Linked DNA regions of Mus musculus: all the other regions are linked to region 1. The links are chromatin contacts, called in public promoter capture Hi-C maps. All regions are on one chromosome and are shown on one strand. The core of a region is the stretch at or near the end of the contact, and the rest is flanking DNA. Distances in the headings are between cores, read along the strand shown. Region 1 holds the start of Osbpl10 (oxysterol binding protein-like 10). Region 2 holds the start of D330037F02Rik (RIKEN cDNA D330037F02 gene). Region 3 has its middle 55 kb from the start of D330037F02Rik.

Evidence for each region. Promoter capture Hi-C pulls out the DNA fragments that hold promoters and counts their contacts.
Region 2: a contact with region 1 is called in a promoter capture Hi-C map of liver, with 2.8 times the contacts expected there. The contact joins the promoter of D330037F02Rik here to the promoter of Osbpl10 in region 1.
Region 3: a contact with region 1 is called in a promoter capture Hi-C map of hippocampal neurons, with 4 times the contacts expected there. The contact joins the enhancer-like site here to the promoter of Osbpl10 in region 1. A contact is called at or near these places in 4 of 39 promoter capture datasets (hippocampal neurons, liver and pre-B cells) and 1 of 115 datasets of contacts at active chromatin or transcription factors (embryonic hindbrain).

What each region holds. Positions count from the first base shown.
Region 1 is chr9:114,977,120-114,980,773 of GRCm38.p6, reverse strand. It overlaps Osbpl10 (oxysterol binding protein-like 10), which reads right to left and starts at 2,289. Exons shown (of 12, transcript NM_148958.3): 1 at 1,810-2,289. The coding sequence starts at 2,096.
Region 2 is chr9:115,663,527-115,667,145 of GRCm38.p6, reverse strand. It overlaps D330037F02Rik (RIKEN cDNA D330037F02 gene), which reads right to left and starts at 1,278. Exons shown (of 7, transcript NR_166686.1): 1 at 848-1,278.
Region 3 is chr9:115,719,132-115,722,656 of GRCm38.p6, reverse strand. No RefSeq gene overlaps it. Among named protein-coding and RNA genes, the nearest start is that of D330037F02Rik, 55 kb to the right of the region's middle. Within about 2 kb of position 2,141, at least 5 of the 459 cell types and tissues checked have an H3K27ac peak or open chromatin away from gene starts, as enhancers often do. A contact at or near this core is called in hippocampal neurons, where this site is marked.

The sequences.
Region 1 (3,654 bases), core at 1,040-3,539:
TTTATTGGCAGCTGTGAGGCAAAGGCTGAGACCCCCCTTGACCATGCTCAGTAGGGTGCATGCACATCAGGGCACTTTACCTAGGTTAAGTCTGTGACCCTTAGTATTTTGTTGTTGCTGTTGTTTCTCAAACTCTGACTCCAACTGAAACACCACAGCAGGTTTTAAAGCTGGTAAAAAGGACATAACTCCAAATCCCTCCTAAATCCACTACAAAGGGAAAAATCCTTTAATACATGTTGCAGGTAAAATACTATGGCCAGGCAAAGAAGACACCAGTTATCTAGGGCAGCCGCTCTGCTGGCCCCAGAAGCTAGAGAAGAGGCAGTGTCAAGCATGAGCACGCTTTCAAAGTGTCTCTGACAAGGTACCTCGAACTGCCATTCAGAGCCACAACTTTCAAGAAATGAAATCACCCTTAGTCATCTCCTATCTCTCCCCTCCTACAAACTCTACCTCTGTTTTCAGCTTTTAAAAAACCAGGGGTGGGGGGAGGTAAGAGCAGACACCGAAGAAGCTATTTTGAGGAAGACTCCGAAGTTAAAAGCAACTTCACTAACATAGTAACAGATCTCCAAGGAAACCCTGGGTGAGGCTCAGAGTTCTGTATCTAGAACTGCTTGGTTCCCATTACGTCCAAAGTCCTCTTCCTACAGGCACCATCGCACGTCTGTGACAGCCCATGGTTCATCTGGAAACCATCAGAGCATTTCCAAACAGCCTGCGGGAAGAGCTAAGAGGGATCTGGTCCAACCAGCAAAGATAAGCCAGACTCTAGGGTGGGATTCAAATCTCACAAGGACAAACCATTAAGGGTCCCAAATGGTGATCCAGGGATACTGAAGTTCGAGAAGACAATGCTCTCCCCAATGGTGTCTTTGCATGGATGTTTCAACTTTGGTTTGTTTCTCCAAAGACTGGCGACTGGCACACTGGCATACACATACAGACACACACACAACACACATGGGGGGATGAGGGGGGAGAAAGGGAGACAGACAGACAGAGGCCGTTGTGCCTGATCCTTAAGTCCTTCCATACAACAGAAGTCCACACCTCATCACCCCATGTATGCTGAGAACTCCACTCTCTGACATCCCGATCCTTCCAGAAGTCTGTCCATCACTAGACTTGCCAACTTCTTTTTTGGGGCAAGTTCTCCCGATGTGGCTCCGACTAGCCTGGAATTCACTATGTAGCCCAGGCTAGCCCCAAACTCAAGTCCACTGGCCTCATGTCTCTTAAGTGCCTAGCATTACAAGCATCTGCCACCACGCCCAATTCAAGGCTTGGCAACTTTGAGAGGGAAGCAAAGAAACTTCACATGCACCTGAACGGGGAATAATAACAAACTGCGCTGTTAAGCCACCCACTAGGGAAGGGATATGCACACCCTGGGAGCGGGACACTCCAAAGATGACAAGTGACAGGTTCCTTGTTGTATTTCAAACATCGTACTTTAACAGGAACTACGGAGTGGGGAGAACTGTGCTGGACAACGAGTGCCGAATGCTTTCTGCGCCCGGCACCGAGCATTCCCTCTCTGCGGGTCCCTCTCAACCCTTCTTCTTGGGTGTGAGAGACCCTCAGCAGGTAGGACACCGGAACTACCTAGGGCGCACCCGACGCCACTCCAGATTCTGCCAGCTTTCAGCACCCAAGGAAAACCAGGGTTCCTGCCTCCCTCCCGCTGCTGCGGCGCCCGCCAGGGTGCAGGAAGGACGAGGTGTCCAGGCAGTCCCCAGCCGCGGGTGGCGCCACGTTCCACACCCGGGGAGCGCGCGGGGGCGCGAGCGGCGGACTCCTTACCTGCTTTGCCAGCCCTGGAGGAGGTTGGTGTATTTGCTGAGCACGCCCTCGAGCGCCGGCTCCCTCCTTCGGCCGCCTCCTCCGGACGGGCTAGCCGCCACCGAGCCGGGACTGCTGCGGCTGCCCCCGCCGCCCAGTCCCGCGGCCCCAGAGCGGCTGGCCACCCCTCGGCCAGCCAGGGAGCAGGAGGGCGAGGAGCCCGCCGAAGTGGCGCGGCTGCTGCTCCGGCTGCTGCTATTGCTGCCCCCGCCACCGCCGCCGTCTGTGCTCTGGGCCGCCCTCTCCATGATCGCTGCGCGCCCGGGGAGCCGGTGGCCGCCGCGGTGGCAGCCCCGCCGCCGCCTCCTCCTCCTCCTCCGCCGCCGCCGCCGCCGCCGCCGCTGCCGCTACAGCTCCGGGCTCCCGGGCCGCGCGTGGCTGCTCTGATTCCCCGGGAAATGCCTGACTCATACAGGAGGAAGAAGAGGAGGAGGGAAAGAGGGCTGGGAAGGAAGCCAGCCGGGCTAGCTGCAGCTGCGGCCGCCCCTCCTCCCGCCTCGACCAGGGCCCGGCCCCGCCCTCCAGCCACTTCTCGGGCAAGTTCGGGGCTCCAGGTCCCTCCTCCTCCTCCAGCTCCTCGAACCTTGCAGTCGCTCGGAGCCCGGGCTAAGGATGCTCCTGGGGCGGGCCTGGCAGACAGAGTGGGCACGCCCTACATCGGCCCCCTTCACCCTAGCCTTTTGTTGCCCCCTCACTTGGATCCTGACCGGGGAAATCTCCGCACGCCCTTCTCCCCACCCCCAACCCACCTCGAGACCTGGAGGGAGGGACGGTCCTACCCACCCGGTACACCCGGATATGGACCCGCCCGGTCCCTGACACCAGCACGCTCCCTCTCGGTGTGTCGGCGCACAGGAGCCTGGGCCAAGCACGTACACGGTCACCTGAAAATTAGCCTCACTGAGGGAGCCTAGAAACAGGGCAGCAAGGCCCTCGGGGCTCTCCCATGGGTTTGAAAGCGGAAAGGAAGGGGCAGCAGGTGACTCTCCCAGGTGAGCAGGCTGTCAGCTGGGGCCGGTTCCACAAGTCAGAGATCGGATGGATGCACAGCGAATACCAGGCTAGGACTAGGTGCCTTCCAGTGAGCGTTCTCCTGACCTCACACGCTCACTTCACCCTGATCCCAGGGGTGATGGGCACAGACAAACAAGAGTGAGGAGTCACTGCGCTGGATACTGCACACCCGAGAGCCAGAGGGGCCCAAACCAGAGGGCAAATGAGAAGACTCACATACACACACTTCACTGTCCGCCAAGAAACTTCTTTTGCCCACCCACACGCTGGGTTCTTCTCAATCTGTCTTGCTCTTTAGCAAAGGCAGAGAGATATCGGGCTCTCTCCAGCCCACTAGTTATCGTTGTGGATATAAATATTCAATGCAATCTGGTTGTTTCTAAAATTAGAACTCTGAGAAGCTGGGACCTCTCCTTACACACACACATACACACACGATAGATGGATAGATGATAGATAGATAGATAGATAGATAGATAGATAGATAGATAGATAGATTTTTTTTTAATTGCTAGGTAGAGTCCATTCTCACAAGCACAGCCCCCAAGTCCTTTCAGCTTCACACCTGTCTGAAAGTTTTCAGAGGGTTCAGCTCTGGAGACGCCCATGCAGATGCTTCAGAGGTGATGGTAAGAGATGGCCACCACGTAAATAGGAATTCCAGGTGTCCACATATTATGAAAAAGTAAAACAGCCTTGCAAGAAGAAATACGAGAACCACACTGAAGCTGGGTGGGGGGGTCTACTCCTATAATCACAGCAGAGGATGAGGAGGCAGAGGGAGGTGGATCT
Region 2 (3,619 bases), core at 29-2,528, 690 kb before region 1:
TTTTGGGTCAACTTTGGTATACAATGTTCTCATTTATTTGCAAGTTTTCTTATATAAAGTTTACAAACTGTTAAACTATAAACTGAAATAGAAAGGAAATAGTAACAGCTTTAGGGTAGTGGTCAAACAAGACTAGGTACTCTCATCTACTCTTCTGCATGTGTTGTAATGGGGTCCACAGTATATTTCTACAGATGCCAGGAAAGGAACCCATGCTTGCTGGTACCTAAGTTCATGCACATGCATGGTGCCTTCCTCTTGAGGAAGAATAGAAAGACAGGAATTTAGGGGTGTGGGGGTAGGGAAAGAAAGCCTCACTCCAGAGTCTCCTGAAGTCTCTAGAGTGTTGAGGATTCGCGAACAATTACCATTTGCAAAGCCTTTCTCTGCAGTCAAGCTCTTGACCTACAGTTTCCTAGGACTCTCACGGGAACCCCATTCACAGTAAGAGGACATTTCCTAATCCCTTTTGTAATGGCTCCTGGTTTTACAGTACCAGATTAAAAATCCCATTCTATGTCACCTTGTCAGGCATCCTCTAAGTACATTTGTTTAAAAGGAGGTAAGAAAAGGTTTCTTAGCATTCCTGTGAGATGTAACTTGAGTGCCCACCAAAATGGGCAACATGGCGTCCTAAGACACTTAACTCCAGCTCTCTCCTAAGAACCCCATGTCCACACTTGGGTCTGTCTTAGTCTTCCTCTGAGTTCTCTCACTGTCTTAACTCCCATGGTAAAACAAAACAAAACAAAACAAAACAAAACAAAACAAAACAAAACAAAACAAAATCTCTGCTTCGGACCAGCTTGTCCTGAAATTCTTTCCCATATGGCAGCAAAGGACCTACCTTTTTCCTGAGTCCAGTTCTTAAAAGATTATAAGGTGCCAGGTGGTGGTGGTGCAGCACCTTTAATCCCAGAACTCCGGAGGCTGAGGCAGACCCGAGAATCTCTTGAGTTTAAGGTCACGCTGGTTTGCAGAGCAAGTTCCAAGACAGCCAGGGCCACACAGAGAAACCCTGTCTTGAAAAACAAACAAACAAACAAACAAACAACACCAAAAAAGATTAAGAGAATGTGCCTGTGATGGTGTGGAGGGTGACTTCCTGGAGGGCGACAGCATGGAGGGTGACAATATAGAGGGTGACAGTGTGGAGGGTGACTTTGTCTTATCACTACTCACACTACAGTCCCTGGGCCTCCCTCAAATCTGCTCATCAGTGGGCAGTGGGAGGAAGCTTGGCCCTGTGCAGTCTATGCTTTCTCTTGACTCCAAAACAGATCTCACTTTGGAGGATGTGCGAGGCATGGGAAACAGGAAGCTGGAGAGAGGAGCCAATTCCCTTGTCTGCCTTTCATTTCCTTCAAAGTGGAAATCTGCAAGCTCCTGTTGCTCTGACACAGACCAGGATGTGCACTGAAGTGATCGTCTGTGGGAGGCTCCCAAAGGAGGGTTCCTTTGGTGTGGAGGCACCCAGCTCAGAGTTAGCCATTGCTCACTGTCAGGAGGCAAGGGGGACATCCTGGAAACAGACTTTGATCTATTTGTTTGCAGCGGCCCTCCTTCATCCTATTGACTTGTTACCGGAATCTGCAGAACATTTTGTGAAAATCTGTTTGAATAGGAGGTTTTGACTCAAAAGGCTGTTTTTTTTTTTAAGTTCTATATTTTCCTTTTCAAAGGAAATCCATTCATCTGGTTAACAAAACTAATGAGTCATGCGATGTACAGGCACTTTGTCAGCTACCTTATTCTCCATGATATCCCAGACTAATTGAGTGAGACAGATTTGTTTAAGAATAGCAAAAAGGAGCTGAAGAGATGACTCCATGGGCAAAGCACTTGCTGCACAGCCTGACTCCTGTCTTCAGATACCCAGAACCCATACACAGAGCCAAACAAAGGGGCTTACCAGCCTCCAACTCCAGGGCACCCCATGAGAAAAGCCAGAAGCGGAAACATGAGAATTGCCAAAAGTATACGGACCAGTTCGGCTGGAGTCAGCTGTGGTGACAGGAAAGACCCCACTGTAAACAAGGTAGAAGGTGAAGACTTGATCCCGTGCTGTCTTTTGAGCACCATAGCAGTACAGTGGTACACACTGTCTTACACACACACAGCACACACATACATAGCAGAGGATACCATATCACACACACACACAGGTGAAAAAAGATTTAATTATGCCATGACTCAAATCCACGTGGACTACAAAGGAGCATAAAATAGGAATCAACTTTCCCTTGTGAGATCAGGTAAGTTCCCTGGGGTTCCCCACCAACCCTATTTCTGCTCTGGGTCTGAGCCCCAAATCCACACACCTCCAGACGTCTCTGCCTGGGTGACACTTGAGATGTCACGTGTAGAAAGCATGGCTGACATTGTTTCAAACAAAAATACCACTCTTCCCCTGCAGTAAGTACCCTAAGCACGGCATCTCAGTCAATGCAGCAGCGCCCACTCAGGTCCCAAGCAGAGGCTGAGAACCAGCCGTCATTCCCACCTTTCCTCTGCCTCAGTCCTGCCAATGCTGTGCCACCAAGAACCCACCAGGAGCTGCCTGAGTTCTGCTCCTACACCTGTCCCCTAAGTTCCCTTCTCCCTCACTCTGGTCCATCCAGATTTCCGTCTGGATGCACACCTGGACATTTGCAAACATAAATTGGATTGTGTCACTTCCTTGTGTGTACCCTCCCAACAGGTCTTCACTGAAGAAGGAATAAAATGGCAAACATGTTGCTTAGAATCTGCCATGGTTTCTCCACTGGGTTAGATAGAAGAACATGACATGTTGTTGGATGCGGGAAGTTAGTAACAGCTCTACATAAAAGTGAAAATCTGTGCTGGTGATTGTGGCCCTCAGGAGTCTGAGCCTGAGGAGAAGTGGCACTGAGGGCTTTTCCATTCAGGACCAAGTTCCCAAAATAATGATTCTGATGCTTAATATTTCATGAATAAACACCTAGCCCAAAAGCTCTGCCTTGCTCCTCAGCCAGCTCATAACTTCCTTGCCTGTTTCTTCCATTCTATTCCATTCCATTCCATTCCATTCCATTCCATTCTATTCCCACTGTGTGCTTAGTTATCTCTCCTCAGTTTCATGTGACCTTCTCCTTCAGCGTTCAGGGTGACTCTATCCCAGAGTTCAACCTCTCTCTGTCAGAGCTCCCACCTCCAATTTCCTGCCTAAGCTAATAGGCCAACAGCTTTTTATTGACAGGTGATTCCACACAGTGCATATGAGGAGTGCCATAAATTTGAGGTCCTCCTGGTCTGTGTCAAGATCTAGCTAGTCAGCTTATGAAGTGAGGCTCTGCCTAGATACACACCAACACATATACACACATGGCAGGGGAGCGGTATTTGAAAAACATTTATCAGCCAAAGAATATAACTAACTGGCTGGACAACTTCTTAGTGGTACCAAAGTTATCCAGTTCATTCCCTACACTCCAAGAGGGTCACTCTCAGAAACTGGCACCACTCCTGCTGAAACACACACACTAATATACACTTACACACACTCACATATACACTCATGCACATACAATACACACACATTCATACTCACACATATACAATACACACATACACATGCTCACACACACTCACACACAAC
Region 3 (3,525 bases), core at 892-3,391, 740 kb before region 1:
GATTTCTAACAGTAAGATTTTCAGACTGTATTGCTTTAGCAGACCCCTAGCTTCCACCCACCCTGAAGCTAAGCATGTATTCAGATTGTATCTGAAAACTGCAGAAAAGATGTTTTTTTCCTACTCAGCTATGACTATCCATTGATGTATTTGTTAAACACACTTGATTTTTGTTTTGCTTTTGTTGTTATTGTTGTTCTGTTACTACAAAGGTTCATCCATGTCTTCCCTTCCACAGTGGAATATGCCGCTCAAGGGAACCTGAATCCATTCCTGGATCGTGCTCATTCAGATATGGCTCATAATAAACTATCTCTCAGTCCCGTGTTTTCTTGGACAGAGTTACATTCTGCTGTTCTGTTCGTCAACGCAGGTGTCTTTAAGACTCTTCAGTTTATTGGTCTTTAAGAATCATTTCAGAAGACTTTAAAATGGAGGACCATACTGTTTCTGAGGCAGGCTGTTAAAAAGGACGACTAGAAAATGGTAGGCTAATGCAAAGTTACTTCACATTCAATCCTAGCACTCAGAAGGCAGAGGCTTGTGACCCTCTGTAAGTTTGAGGCCAGCCTGATCTATACACAGAGAGATCTATATAAAAGGTGTCCAGTGTGAACTTGTTTATAAGTTATATATATATATATGTGTATATATGTGTGTGTGTGTGTGTGTGTGTGTGTGTGTGTGTGTGTGTGTATAAAGTAGCAATGCATAGGCTGGAGTTTCAGCAGTTAAGAGCACGTCCTGCTCTTGCAGAGGACCCAGGTTCACTTCCTAGCATACTCACATCATTTCCTGTAATTCCAGTTCCAGGGGATATGATGCACCCTACCGGTCACTGGAAGTATTCATACACACACACACACACACACACACACACACACACACACACTGCCTTAGTCATTTTTCTATTATTGTGATAAGACATCATGACCAAGGCAATTTCTAGAAGAAAGAGTTTTCTGGGGCTTATCATTTCCAAGTGTTAGAGCCCATGACCATCATAGCAAGGAGTATGGCAGCAGGCAGGCATGGTACTGAAGCAGGAACTGAGAGCTTACATATTGAGACACAAACATGAGGAGAGGCAGCTAACTGGCAATGGCATGGGTTTTTTAAAAACCTATGCCTATCGTCAATCACACTTTTCCAATAAGGCCACTCCCTCTAATCCTTCCCAAACAGTTCCACTAACTGGGAGCCAACTATTCAAAATACACAAGTCTATAGGACTGTTGTTCATTCAAACTACCACACACCTGTGACTATAAATAATGAAACAAATCTTTAAAAGATAAATGACAATGCTGTATGACCTTTGTCAACTAAGGTCAACAACCTTGACCTAGTAATAGATAGTCACAGAAAAATTGTTCACATGGACCATATTTCAGGAAGAAAACCACTGTAGTACCAAGAGAAAATTGTTTCATAGGAAAGTTATTACTAACACATTGAACACAATACCAGAATTTAAAAATTGGTGTTAACAGCCCTTTATGAAGCTTAACATATAATGTGTATTATATAAAGCCGATAGTCAAAGTTGTCACAAAGTTGTCTCTGCTCCTTTACTGTTTCCCTCAACATGATGTGTTGCAGACACTCTAGCCAGATTGCTTGTGGGCGCATGCTGCAGAAGCCATTGCATCATCCAATTGCTACTCAGTACAATCCTCTGGCCATACAGTTGCTACTTAGTACTACAATTGCTACTTAGTACAATCCTCTGACCATACAGTTGCTACTTAGTACTACAATTGCTACTTAGTACAATCCTCTGACCATATTTTCTTCAGTTTTACTTCTCCACTCTTCCAGAGATGGACAAGGAGATTTTGTACAACTCTACAATATAACAAACACTTCTCAGTCACAGTTACTTAGGTGTTTGTGCCCAAGAGTCTGATTGTTGGCTCAGGAAAGTTTTTAACTTCTTATAATGGCAGCTTAGAGAAAATAGTATAATGAACGCCTACATGCCCAACTGCTAGATTTAAGAATTATCAATATTTTCTTGTACATATGGCCCCCTCTTTTTATTTTGCTGTTGATTTAGGGGGAAGTCTCTGGCACTGAGCTATTTCCATGTGCAGCTCTGTTACATAAAGATGAGTTTTGGATAGCTTCATCACCAATTATCGCCCTAACAAAACTGGCAATGGTGCATGCTAGAATTATGGGGGATGATGAGTACAGGAGCCATGGTGGATGGTGAGTGCTGGAATCATGGGGGATGATGAGTGCTGGAGTCATGGGGGATGGAGCATGCTGGAGCCCTGGGGGATGGCAAGTGCTGGAGCCATGGTGTTGGTGAGTGCTGGCTCCATGGGGGATGGTATGTGCTGGCTCCATTGGAGATGGTATATGCTGGATGGCTCACAGATGGCATATCCCCAGCTAACTTTCTTACACAGTTCAGGACAGGACATCTGCCTGGGGCTGGTATCATACATGGTGGGCTGGTCCCTCTTCTATCAATTATCAAGACAGATGGGCCAATCTGATCCAGACAACCTTTCACTTGAGACTCTTCTCTAAGATGATTCTAGACTGTGACAAGTTGATAGCGAAAGCTAACCGATACAGATGCTGCTTCATAAAAGGCTGTTAACACCAATTTTTAAATTCTGGTATTGTGTTCAATGTGTTAGTAATAACTTTCCTATGAAACAACTTTCTCTTGGTACTACAGTGGTTTTCTTCCTGAAATATGATCCATGTGAACAATTTTCCTGTGACTATCTATTACTAGGTCAAGGTTGTTGACCTTAGTTGACAAAGGTCATTGTCTACCTTGAGAAACCAAAATTGTTTTTTCTTGTTTTGATTTGTTTATCTGTTTGCATTCTGATTCTTAGAAGTTTGATGCTTAGCAAGTCTCACCTTTGACTGAAAAAAAAAATCAAACCAAAAAACAAAAAAACTATCACCTTGAATTCCAGTGGCCTTTGACAGGGCCAACCTTGCCTTGGAGTTCTTTCTCCAAGTGACAGCTCATCAGATCACTGCAGGCTCCTTTGGTTATGAGTGGCCAATCCTTCAGGGTCTGGTCTATATGCGGAGATGTGCAGAAACTGCTCTTCCTGTCCTGGGATGCTAAAGTCACACCACAGGCTACTTCTGGACTAATCAGAGAACAGGGATAGGAAATGGTCTGTTGGTAAGAAAGTATCAACATCCTTGGTTTTATTTGTCTATTTTCTTGCTTGGATTTTGTCTGTATGCACCCATGCATGCATGGAGAACAAAGGCTGAGAGTCCTCCATCACTCCCCACCGTGTTCTTCGAGGCAGGGTCTCTCACAAAACTCGCAACTCACCTGGGATTATTATGTGAGGAGTAGAAGCCTAACTCAGGGCTCTCGTGCATGCATGGCAAGTGCTCAACTCCCCCAGACGCTTGTTTTGTCATTTTGTTCCGTTTGTTTTTTTATGAGTCTCAAATTCTAGCCCTGGATAGCTTTGAAATCGTGACCTGCCTTGTGCCTTAGTCTCCTGAGCACCACCCACCCTAGGCCTTAAC